2 separate regions of the Cricetulus griseus genome follow, and region 1 is linked to region 2. The links are chromatin contacts, called in public Micro-C maps. All regions are on one chromosome and are shown on one strand. Each heading gives the region's core, a stretch centred on a gene start, on an enhancer-like site or on the middle of the called end of the contact. The rest is flanking DNA. Distances are from core to core; before and after follow the strand shown. Region 1 holds the start of Zbtb17 (zinc finger and BTB domain-containing protein 17). Region 2 overlaps Spen (msx2-interacting protein).

Evidence for each region. A called contact is a pair of places that touch in the nucleus more often than the background predicts.
Region 1: a Micro-C map of the CHO-K1 cell line shows a contact between it and region 2, with 2.3 times the contacts expected there. The contact joins the promoter of Zbtb17 here to the enhancer-like site in region 2. A contact is called at or near these places in 3 of 8 Hi-C or Micro-C datasets (the CHO-K1 cell line and liver).

The regions. Positions count from the first base shown.
Region 1 is chr2:11,810,502-11,816,195 of CriGri-PICRH-1.0, reverse strand. Zbtb17 (zinc finger and BTB domain-containing protein 17) reads left to right here and starts at 3,591. Exons shown (of 16, transcript XM_027399926.1): 1 at 3,591-3,740.
Region 2 is chr2:11,749,763-11,755,907 of CriGri-PICRH-1.0, reverse strand. The region is part of intron 3 of Spen (msx2-interacting protein); the gene reads right to left. Among named protein-coding and RNA genes, the nearest start is that of Spen, 31 kb to the right of the region's middle. Within about 2 kb of position 4,272, at least 5 of the 6 cell types and tissues checked have open chromatin away from gene starts, as enhancers often do. A contact at or near this core is called in the CHO-K1 cell line, where this site is marked.

The sequences.
Region 1 (5,694 bases), core at 2,342-4,841, 61 kb before region 2:
ACATGATTTGAAATGACTGTTCTTGGTAATAACTGCTTGTGTCTCTGGTTAGTAAATGATTAGATGGTAAATGCTTGAATGGAAAGAAAGAATGCTAAAGTCTATGCAAAGTTTGAGGGTATAAGAAAGCATTCTAAGGTATGTAAAGGTGTGAGGATATGAGAGTTTGTGTGTCTGGCAGTACTGGTACTCACCCTTAATCCCAGCACTTGGGAGGCAGAGCTCTGTGAGTTCAAGGCCAGCCTGGTCTACAAAGTGAGTTTTAGGACAGCCAGGACTGTTACACAGAGAAACCCCATCTCGAAAAACCAAAAAATAAAAAGTTTATGTAAGTTCTGAGGTTCTAAGATATAAAGATCTGAGGATGTCAAAGCTTAAGTTCCTTCTGAGGGTCTCAGAAAATGATTTAAGTTGTAAAGTTATAAGTAAATGACTTAAGGTATATGAAAATGCAAAATATTTTGTATTTCTTTCCCTTTCTATGCTGTTGTTACACTAAGATTTCGAAAGTTCAAAGTTGGGATGGAGAGATGACTCAGAGGTTAAGAGCACTGACTGCTCTTCCAGAGATCCTGAGTTCAATTCCCAGCAACCACATAGTGGTTCACAACCATCTGTTATGAAATCTGGTGCCCTCTTCTGGTGTGCAGATATACATGGAAGCAGAATGTTGCATACATAATAAAATCTTTAAAAAAAAAAACCAAAAACACCCAAAAGTTCAAAGTTTTAACATTGATCAGTGGAGCTCTGATAAGCTACTGTTCAGTCAGAAGCTCAAGATTTTACATTTCTTTTGGTTGTCTTCTAGGTATAGATTTAAACATGTTTCTCACTGGGCTAAAGACATTTCTGTCCCATCTATATCTGGCTCTCTGGATAGAGGAAACAGGTTCATGCATTTAACACAAATCTATAGCTTTTGCTAGAACTAAAGGAGTGAGTCTACCCCAACTGTTTTACAGTCACATGTTACCTGCTTTTTCTACAGTGTAGATTTCAGTACAGATTGGCAATGCTAATACATCTAAAGCTTTTATGTCATTTTTTAAACTAAGAAATAGATCTGCTTCTCACAGGTCAAAAGGACTCCAGACAAACACAGTCCAAGTTTCCCTGCCTGTCTATTCCTGAGTAAGAGTGGTATTTCTCTCTCTCCTGGTCTTGGGACTCCTCCCCTTCCCTAATTACTAAGACTATGGGCCTGAAATTTCCAAATACAATATTTTCCTTTAAGTTTCTAAATTTTAACTTCTGTCCCCAGTCTACATCTGTCTCAGCAGCTTCCCATTTGACCCGCAGACACATCTAAGCATCAGCTGCTGACTACAACCTGCTCCAAACAGCTGGTAGCCCTGCACTTGCTGAAAGCTGATGGGGACCTGCCTAGTCCATGCCATTGCTCCCGGTCTCTTCAGCTGGGTAGTGAACCAGATGCTTCTGATGGAGGCCCCAGTAGCTGAATTCCCTCCTTGCCTTTGCCTAACATTCCAGCCTCCCTGGGCCCTGACAACAGAGTCCTAGTTTCAGCTTAAAGTACTTATAGAAGAGAGTGTAGTGCCCCTTGTTGCCCCGGCACTCGGGGCTCTGGTACTCCGTGAGTCCAAGGTGATCAGCCTGAAAATAATGGGCGGGAATGAAAGAGCGGGACCAAGCAGGTTTTCTTGTCAAGGTCCTTTTATTGATTATTACAAGGGTTTTTTAAAAGAGAAAGGAGGAAGTAGAGAAAAAAGGAGGTGGGGGGAGGAATGAGTGTTAATTGCTCTCAGGCAGGTATACGGAATCTCCTGTGTTTATCTCAAGCACTAAGAAAGTGGGGGAAGGAATAGGTGTTAGTTGCTTCTCTGGCCAGGTCCCCGGAACCTGAGGGGTGGATTGCTACACTAGCTGGAGGCTAGTTAGGCATGGGGGGTTGCCAAGGCTGGCTTCTGACACCTTGTCCCGCAATGGGCTGTAATGTTAGATCAAAAGGAAATCCCTGGCATAGAGGACAAAATAGCTACTTATAATGCCTATTGGCATGCTGGGAAAGGTACCAGTTAAAGCCAAGTAGAACCAGATCTACCAACAGAAGACTCATTAGCTGAAACAGTTCTGTAGTATGTGATAGGGCACTCAATCTGTTCTTTGTAAAACACAAAGGTTATTGTGTAGCTTTAATGAATCATTAGAAATAACTTGGCTGTACTAAAAAAAATCATTGCAAAAAAAAAAAAAAGAAGAAAAAAGCTGACCTCAGATTAAGTAAATACCTGTCCCCATTCTCATTTTCTGGTTCCTTCAGCGATCACAGGGCCTTTGGACCTTCTGTTTCTGCTAATTGCCATAGGCTCTTGCATCTTTGATGCCTAACTAAGCGATAATTCCTGTCTGGTTACCATTAAGCTGATGGTTCTTAGATCCCAATATAAAGAGGTACACATTACAGAGTCAAAGGAGCGGCGGGGGTGGGGGGGGCATGTGAGAGCCAAAGTTTTTTTTTTTTTTTTTTTTTTTTTGGTTTTTCGAGACCTGTGTAGCTTTGGAGCCTATCCTGGCACTCCCTCTGGAGACCAGGCTGGTCTCGAACTCAGAGATCTGCCTGCCCAGTCTGCCTCCCAAGTGCTGGGATTAAAGGCATGCCCCACCAACGCCGGGGCCCAAAGTTACATTTTAAGTTTTAATTATTATGCCATAGAGATCCAGGAAACAAAAATGCCTTTGATCTGCAAGTCACTTGCCCAAAGACAGATAGCTCCTGAAATGCTGGAGGCTGTTATGGGCGATAACAAGCCACTCCCCTAAACAAGTTTGTTTGACCCGTCTGCACCAGATGGGCTTGATCACTGTGGGCAGGAGGTAAGCAGACAGGAAATATGTCAGGATGTATGCTTGCTCCTGTTTGAACCTGATGGGCGATGCAATGAATTATGGGGTTTCCTTGCTAAGCCCTTGCCATACTTAATTCTGGGCCATTTCCCAGGAACCTGGCTATGAACTTGGCCGGAGTCCATCCACCTGGCCAGTATTTAAAGCTTAGTTCAAATTTGTCTTTTAACCGTGGTAGTGGTCTTATTCTCGATCAGTGGGATTAACACCATGCCTAGATGATATTATTATTATTATTATTATTATTATTATTATTATTAAGCTCTACTTATTTTATGTGGATGAGTATTTCGTGTACTGGTACCTCTGTGCAGTCACCATGTGCATGCCTAGAGTCACCTACCCGGTCCAAATTGCTGCTGATCCCCAGTACTGCAAAAATATTACCAAAACCATAATGGGAGCCACAACTTGGTTCCCATCTCTGCTCTGTCACGAAGATGTGCGAGCGAGTATGTGCAGTTTACTTCACCCTCTTTGCACCCCAAGTTTTCACTCTTCAAAAAAAGAGGAGAAATAACACGGCTTTACGGTGTGAGGAACGAGCGAGACCATAAACACGGTGTCTGGACCGCAGGAAGTGCAGCTGCGGATCTACTGGGAGCGGAAAAACCAAGACAAGAGTTTAAATGGGGACAGTCCCAGAAGTACACTAACGAACTTTCGGGCCGGCCAGGCGCATGCGCCCGTTGGCGGTCGCGCACGTAGTGCGAGCGCTGGGCAAGCGACGGAAGTCACAGCCGGGAAGCCAGCGAGGTCGGTTCCGCCCGGCTCTAACATGGCGGCGCCCTTTGTCTGCTGGGAAGCGCTGTCCCGGGCCTTCTCGCGGCCGTGATGCACCTCCCTCTGTGGTGGGCTTCGGGACATGGCAGGTGAGGCTGGGCCAGCGCCGGCGGCCGCGGCGTCCCCGGAGGCGGGACGGAGGCGGCAGCGGGCGGGCGGGGACTCGGGAGATGCCGGGACGGTTGTGTGGGGGAGGGGAGGCCCGGGCGGAGGGCGCCGCGGGGCCGGGAGCGACAGGAGCGGCCCGGAGCGGTGACCGTGCACCCGCGCTGCCGAGGGGGCGCGAGTCGCCTCCGGGACCGGGTGACACCGCGGCTGGTGGCATCTCCGCCCCCGCCGCCGGGCTGTCACCGCCCCTTGACCCCGCGCGCCGGCCGGCCGCGGCGGGTGGGCGTGCTGCGGCCGCGTGGGGCGAAGTGCGGGGCGGCGCGGGGCGGCGGCGGCGGCGGCGGCCGGGGCGAGCTGCGCTGCGGGAGAGGGCGGGCACCGCCCCCACCGTAGGCCATTCATTCATTCCCGCAGCCGTCCAGCCGTCCACCCCGTCTCCCTCCCCCTCTCCGCCCCTGACAGACAGATCGGAGGACAGACTCGGTCCGCTAGTGGGACCAAGCGGAGACGCTACCTCAGTTTCCTCATCCTTAAAGCAGGGCTTGTAATAAAACCTGTCTCCTAAGGTTGTGTGATAGGTTACATGAGGCAGTAGGTGTCCGGGTGTGTGTGTGTGTGCCTACGGTTAGAGAGTGAGTGGCCAGAAAGTCCCCTGCTGTTAATTTGTGTCATCGCCATTCAGAGAGCCAAGACTCACGTGGGAGAGAGAAACAGGCTTTTCCGATGTCACTGCGCTGCAGGACAGGAGTCCCGTTCTCCCAGGAAGCGGAGTCTAAAGGATACTTAGGGGAGTGAGGCAGAAGGGTGGTATGTCCTTAGTGGAAGGTGTTGCCTGGGACAATGCTCACACTCCTCTTCCTCTAGCAGACACGTTCAGTAAGAGCCTCTGCCTAAAAGTCTTGGGATGTTGCAAAGTTGAGCACTTTTAACTTTTAGGTTAATGGGAAGGCATTTAAGAACCCGGGAAAGATCTCTGAGCAAGTTGAAGAGTGAGACTGAAGTCACGAGATTGCCAGACTGCCGGGCTGTGCTGGCACAAGCCTTTAAATCTGGGCACTTGGGAGGCAGAGGCAGGCAGATCTCAGAGTTCAAGGCCAGCCTTGTCTACAGAGCAGAGTTCCAGGAAACACCCCAAAGCTACAGAGACAAACCCTGTCTCAAACAAACAAACAAACAAACAAACAAGACTTTGCCAAGCTAAGTGAGTTGTAAGGGTGGCTTTGTTGGGGACAGATAATTCTGGGGATAGAATTGGTAAAACCAGCCGGGCGTTGGTGGCGCACGCCTTTAATCCCAGCACTCGGGAGGCAGAGGCAGACGGATCTCTGAGTTTGAGGCCAGCTTGGTCTCCAGAGTGAGTGCCAGGATAGGTTCCAGAGCTACACAGAGAAACCCTGTCTCGAAAAACCAAAAACAAAAAAATTGATAAAACCTGGTGATAACTCCAAGGAGAAGGCACAGGATTGCCCCCTTTCTTCCTAAAATTGTGTGTGTTTGGGGTCAGAGGACAATGTGTCAAGAGTTGATTTGGTTCTCATTCTGCAACTCATTAAGTCAGGCTCTCTCTTGTTTCTGCTGTATAGTTTATTATAGGCTAGCTACCCAAGCATCCTGTCCTCTCTCCCTGGGAGAGCTGAGGTTACAGCTGTGTCCCACTGCATTGTGGCTTCTGGGTAATCAAACTCAGGTTGTCAGGCTTACCCAACAAAGCAAGCACTTTTGCCTGCTAAGCCAAGTCCCTGGTGCTGTCCCCTGTCCTTGGCTGGTGGATGTTGGCATTGCTGGGTGTGGTAGGAAGCAGGACAAGGAACACATTTAACAAGAGGAAGGATTTTAGTTTTAAATGAGTTGGAAATATGTGCCCAAGGAACAGTCAAGTAAGCCTGGGATGGTGGAGCATGCCTAGAATCCCAGCATTAGGGACGGAATCTCGAC
Region 2 (6,145 bases), core at 3,023-5,522:
CTTTGTTAATATACTACAAAAGAATACTGTGACATTTTCTGGTGGGCTGTTCTAGGCACTAAAATTCCTCATCTAAGAAGTTTATTTCACTTATGTGAACATATACCCTTTTGTGTACACGTAAGGTTAAGAGTTTGACATCAATGTCTTCCTCAATCACTCTCTGCCCTTTTTTAAAATCAATTTATTTAATGTGTATAGGTATTCTGCCTGCAATGTGTACCTGATATCTAAGGAAGCCAGACACAGTGTTGGATCCCCAGGAACTGGAGCCACCACAAGGGTGTTAGGAATTGAATCCTGGTCCTCTGGAAGAGTAGCCAATGCCCTTAACCCCTAAGCCATCTCCCAAGTGCCTCCATCTCATTTTTAAGACAGGAATCTCTCAATGAATTTGGAGTCGACTTCAGCTTAACTGGCTGACCAGAAAGCCCTATAGACACTGTCTCTACTTTCCAGTGCTTTTTACAAATGATGGACTACCAAAAGCTCTGTAACCAAGTACTACTACTGCTCGGTGTTCTGCTGGGCTTTTGTTTGTTTTTGTCATGTGTTCAGATTCTGCCTCAAAGTACAAAAGGCAGTGGGTAAAGTAAGATACTGTTTAATATTGTCTCACTTTCAGTTTAAACTGCAAAGTGAGAGAGTCCAGGTAGTTGCCACGGGCTGGCAATCCTCTAGCAGCTCAGAAAGCAGGTTAGAGGCATAGAGCCCTGGCACAGAACCTTCCTGGCCTGCATGAGGTCCCAGGCTCCCTCCCTCCCAATATCACGTACGTGCGTGTGCGTGTGCGTGTGCGTGTGCGTGTGTGTGTGTTCCTCAGAAAACCCGCTACCCAGATAACCTTCAAAGCAAAAGCTCTAATAATGCCCAGTAGGACGGCACACATCTAGAATCCCAGCATGTAGAAGGCCAAGGGCAGCCTGAGCTATACAGCAAGATCCCGTGTCAAGAAAAAGAAAAGACAAAAGCGTCACACACAACTGGTCTCTCCATAGATAAAGCAAATATGCCTGAAGAACAAGAACGTCTTCTTTACGGCAGCAGTTAGAACATCTAGAGGCTGCCGAGGTTGGTGCATGTGATGGGCACGGTAAAGGACTGCCAACAAGACTGTCCCACTGTTGTGGGAGATTTGTACACCGTGTGAGAATAATCTATCACTGGGGTTAGCGTAATAAAAAGCTGACTGCCAATAGCTAGGCAACGGGTATGTATAGGCAGGACTTCTGGGCAGAGAGGAAGTGGATGACTCTAGGCATGTCAGATGCCAACGAGACATGGACATTCAGAATGAAAGAAGGGTAAAATGCCATGAGACAAAACGTAGATTAATATAAATGGGTTAAGTAAAGTTGTAAGAGCTAATGGAGGGGGGGGGGCTGGAGAGATGGCTCAGAGGTTTAAGAGCACTGGCTGCTCTTTCGGAGGTCCTGGGTTCAATTCCCAGCAACCACATGGTGGTTCACAACCATCTGTAATGAGATCTGGTGCCCTCTTCTTGTGTGCAGATATACATGGATGCAGAATGTTGTAAAAGAGAGAGCTAATGGGACAAGCCTAAGCTAAGGCCAAGCTTTCATAATTAGTAGTTAAGTCTCTGTGTGACCACAGAGCTGGCAGTACAGAGAAAGACTCATTACACTCCATGGTATGTTTAAGGGGTGTTTGAGATGTATAGCAAATACTTGTGAGTAGAGACTGAGGGAGCCTAGAGGTTAACATGACCTTGATAGGCTGGAGGGCAACACAGGTGTATGTTAATTGGACAGCCTTATGTCCTTCTGCCAGGGGTAAGGAAATGGCTCCTTTTGGTAGGTGAGAAGCAGCTTCATCATGCAATCCTCCTGTGGACCAGGTTCGGCTCATTTCTGAATATATGGACAGCCTTTTGGAGTTTGGGGAACTGGGAAGTTTCTTTTGGACTTGACAGAAGTCTGATGAGAAAGTGTTGTGTCAATAGCATCATAATGGGATTTGCTTATTTACTTCACTGTGTAGTGTATAATATCAACTAGAATGCTTAAAAGCCATGAACCAGGACAGCACACAGGTCAAATAGGACATGGGCAGATTTTTGTTTGGGGAGTTGTTTTTACTTTTTTTGCAGCAGTCTGTCCTAGTCATTGCTTTATTGCTGTGATGAAACATCATGACCAAGGCAACTTTAAAAAGGATGCATTTAATTGGGTGCTTGCTTAGTTTCAGAGCGTTAGTCCTTGGACATGGTGGGACTACACCCTGATCTGAAGGCAGAAAGCAAAGAGCAAAGAGTAGGCCTGTTGAAGGATTTTGAAATGTTCACGTCCACCCCCAGTGCCACATTCTCCAACCCGGCCACACCTAACCCTTCCCAAACAGTTGCACTAATCGGGGACTGAGCACTCAGACATATGAGTCTAGGGGAACCATTCCCATTCAAACCACTTAGTCTCACTAGGTAATCCTGGGGAGCCTCTGCCTTTTAGGTGCTAATTACAACCCACCTCTTTTTTTTTTCTTCTTCTTTAAATATTCAGGATCTCGCCGGGCGTTTAACCCCAGCACTCGGGAGGCAGAGGCAGGGCGGATCTCTGTGAGTTCGAGGCCAGCCTGGTCTACAAGGGCTAGTTCCAGGATAGGCTCCAAAGTTACACAGAGAAACCCTATCTCGAAAAACCAAAAAATAAAAAAATAAAAAAATAAAAAATAATTCAGGATCTCATCCAGTAGCTAGCTGGCTTTGAATGAGCACCTCCTCCCTTAGGCTCTTGAGTGCAGTGACTCCAGGTGTTGGTCATTATAGCCATTAAAGTGTGGGGTTTTTCAATGCAGATGAAATCCCAGCTGGGTATATCTGGTGTTGCCTGTATCGGTGTGCTGAGATTTTTGTCCTCTTCCAATTTAACCTTGGCACTGACTCTCCTTCCTACTCAGGACAAGAGAGAAGCTTGCTACTGCCTACTTCTGAACTGTATTTGGAAGCAGTGTCAGGCCCAAGAGGTCTGAAAGGCACTAAATTACCCATGAGACAGTGTAGTTTTTACAGCTTGGGGGGCACTGGTTTATTTTTAAGTGACTGAAAATTATAAGAAACATCAGCATAATACTGTTCCCTTTAAATGTGGCCAGTTCTTTAGAATTTTTACCCCCCCCCCAAAGCTATAGTGCAAAACAGCTGCAAGCACCATGACACAGCACATTCAAAAGCACTGTCCTTCCTGAGAATAAGCAAGGGGCACGGGACACCTCAGTGTTGAGTCTGTGGATGGTGGTTCTGAAGCAACACGGGTGTCTATCTCCCTCTAGTCCAGCCCAGCTCCAGTGCGTGTGCAGACACATGGTAAAAACCTCTACTGAAGACACTAGTCATCTCTTAAAACAACCTCACCTAACATTCTTCTCCATATCAAAATAAATTTTTAGCCAGGTGTGGTGACACAGAAGTGAGGTCAGGAGGCTGGAGAGGCGCTCTGTGGTAAGCAGCCCTAGCCTGAGGACCAGAGTTCAGATCCCAGGACAGATGTAACAAGCCAGGCATCCTGCAAACAGCCCCCCCACAGAGTTCAGGCGTGTCTGGAATACAGAGTGAAATTCTGTCTCAAGTAAAGGGGGAGGAGTCCTGGGGATGCAGGTTGGTGATAGAATCCTGCTCAGAAGCATAAAAATCTTAGCTTCCATTACCATTACTAAAAATAAAAAATGGCAGGGAATTACTAAATAAAAAGGTGAGAACCAGGTTTCTCACACCTACAGCCCACCACACAGGAAGTGGAGGAGGGACAGAATTTCTGGATCATCCTCCATAAAGTGGAGGCAAACCTAGGCTACTTTGAGACCTGGATATGGTAGCACCTTTAATCTCCGCACTTGGGAGACAGAGGCAAGTGGAGCTCTCTGAGTTCCAAGCCATCCTGGCCTACACAGTAAATTCCAGGACAGCCAGGGCTACATAGTGAGCGCGGCCGAGAGGGGGGTGGGGGGTGGGGGGTAAAAAAAATTCACATCAAAGTTAAAATCCACACAATATCAAAGCACAGATTTACCCCAACTTATTTTAATTCCTTTCAACCTAACAAACCAAAAGCAACTCCAGCACAAGCCAAGGGAAAAGGACTGAAAGCCCGACCAAGCTAAAAGCCAGTCACCGGCTTGCACCTCATCTGGGGGGCTCCGGACTGAGGCCTACAGCAGAGGAGAGGGGGCAAAGGGAGGACTGTAATGGGACAGCGGCCGCAGGCCCCGCCTCTAGGATCGCTGGACCCCGCCCCCGCGAGCACACCCACACCACACCCAGGTCACCAGGCCTGTGGCAGCCTCGGCTCCTAAGCCCATCAACGCCACAAAGGAGGCAAACGCTGGTGAAACAAGGAAGCCTCCAGGCGGTGGCAAAAAGCCAGCTCAAACCGGATAATTCCAGTTCAGGCTGGTTCTAGACACAAACAGTTCCTAGTTACCCAAACAAAACTCAACCCCGACACTGGGTTTTTTTTCTCCGGCGGCAGAGAAGACCTGGGCCAGCCCAGCACTGTTCCCAATGCAAGACCTATTCTTCTAGCCCTGGCACCACCAGAAGTCACACTTTTTCTTAAGTATTGACAGCGTTTCTGGGAAGCCATTTAGGAAACAAAGCTGCTCCCAGATTCCCACAGACAGAACCAGGCAGGCAGGCCGGCCCACCAAAACCATCGGTGAGCAGGCGCTTTTTCCGTCCCACCCCACCCCGCAGCCGGGCCGCGCTAGCGCTCACAGCCCTAAGACACAAAGCAACAACAAAGCAGGCTGCGGCCAAAAAGGGAACATTTGCAAAACAGGGCTCTGCAGCGACCTCTGCAGGCTGCCACCGTCGGGAGTGTACAAAACTCTATTCTTTCCTTACCTTTAAAAACAGTCGTGAAAACTACATGAAGCAGAGAATGTGCAAACATTCTTGCGGGGGGGGGGGCACAACAAAAGGTTTGGGAGACGTTTTAGGACACGAAGACTTGGTGTCCCTCAGCTCTGGCCACTGACTATCCGTTCTGATGACAACTTCCAGAAAACTCTCAATACCATGCTTCAAGGAGGCAGAATTAACTAGTGACTCTTAACTGGATTCCATCACAGACAACAAGCGGAAACCGCAAGCTAGAAATTTCATCTAATAGCTAGAAAGGCCCACAGGAAAGATCACAGTTTTTGCTCATAGCAGCTTTTCTTTGACACTTTTTTTTTTTTGGGGGGGGGCAGGGTTTCCCTGGCTGTCCTGGAACTCAGAGAGATCTATCTGCTTCTGCCTCCTGCATGCTGGGGTCGAAGCAAGCACAGCCACAGCCTGGCTGGCATCATTTTTGAACCCTTGGATAAGGCAATATAAGCACCTTACTTAGGCTTAAATCAGAGGGCAAATATTTGTATACTGGGTGAAAACAGAGCCACGAAAAAAATGAGGAAGCAGTCCTCTTAAAGAGTATGTACTGGTTAATGGCTGGAGCTTAGTGGGACAGCATGTGCAGGGCCCTGGGGTCGACACCCAGCACCACCCCAACTCCAGATCCTACACCTTTAATCTTTGACATTGGCTGCTTTAACACCCACAAATACATATTTTGTTTGTTATTACAAAAAAGCAATATAATTGCTGACTTTCACAAATTCACATGTACATATTTCTTTTTGCAACTGACAAGAGTCTGTTTTTAGTGGTCTCTTAACACAGACATCTTTCTCCATACCACTCAAACAGAGGGAGAAAAATAACCTTTCAATTTAAGCAACTCATCATCTTAATCTTTTTTTTTTTTTTTTTCCTTTTTGGATATAGGGTCTTACTATGTAGAACAGGCTGGCCCGCCTCTGCCTCCAGAATGCTGGGACTAAAGGTGTGCAAAACCACACCCAGCAAGAGACTTTTACTTAATGCACGAATGAAAGCTACTCCCTCTTGTGGTAGTTTCTAGTAAATAATATATTATCATAGCAAAGTGCCTAACCAAGTAATACAATGAGCACTCATACGAACCATAATAGTATGTATCTATGAAAATCCTGAACACAGGAGGTAGTGGGGCACTGCAAGAAAAAAAAAAAAAAAAAAAAAAAAAAAAAAAAAAAAAAAAAAAAAAAGGCGTGTTAGGGAGATGGCTCAGTGGGTAAAATGCTTGTCATGCAACTTGAGGGTCTTCTG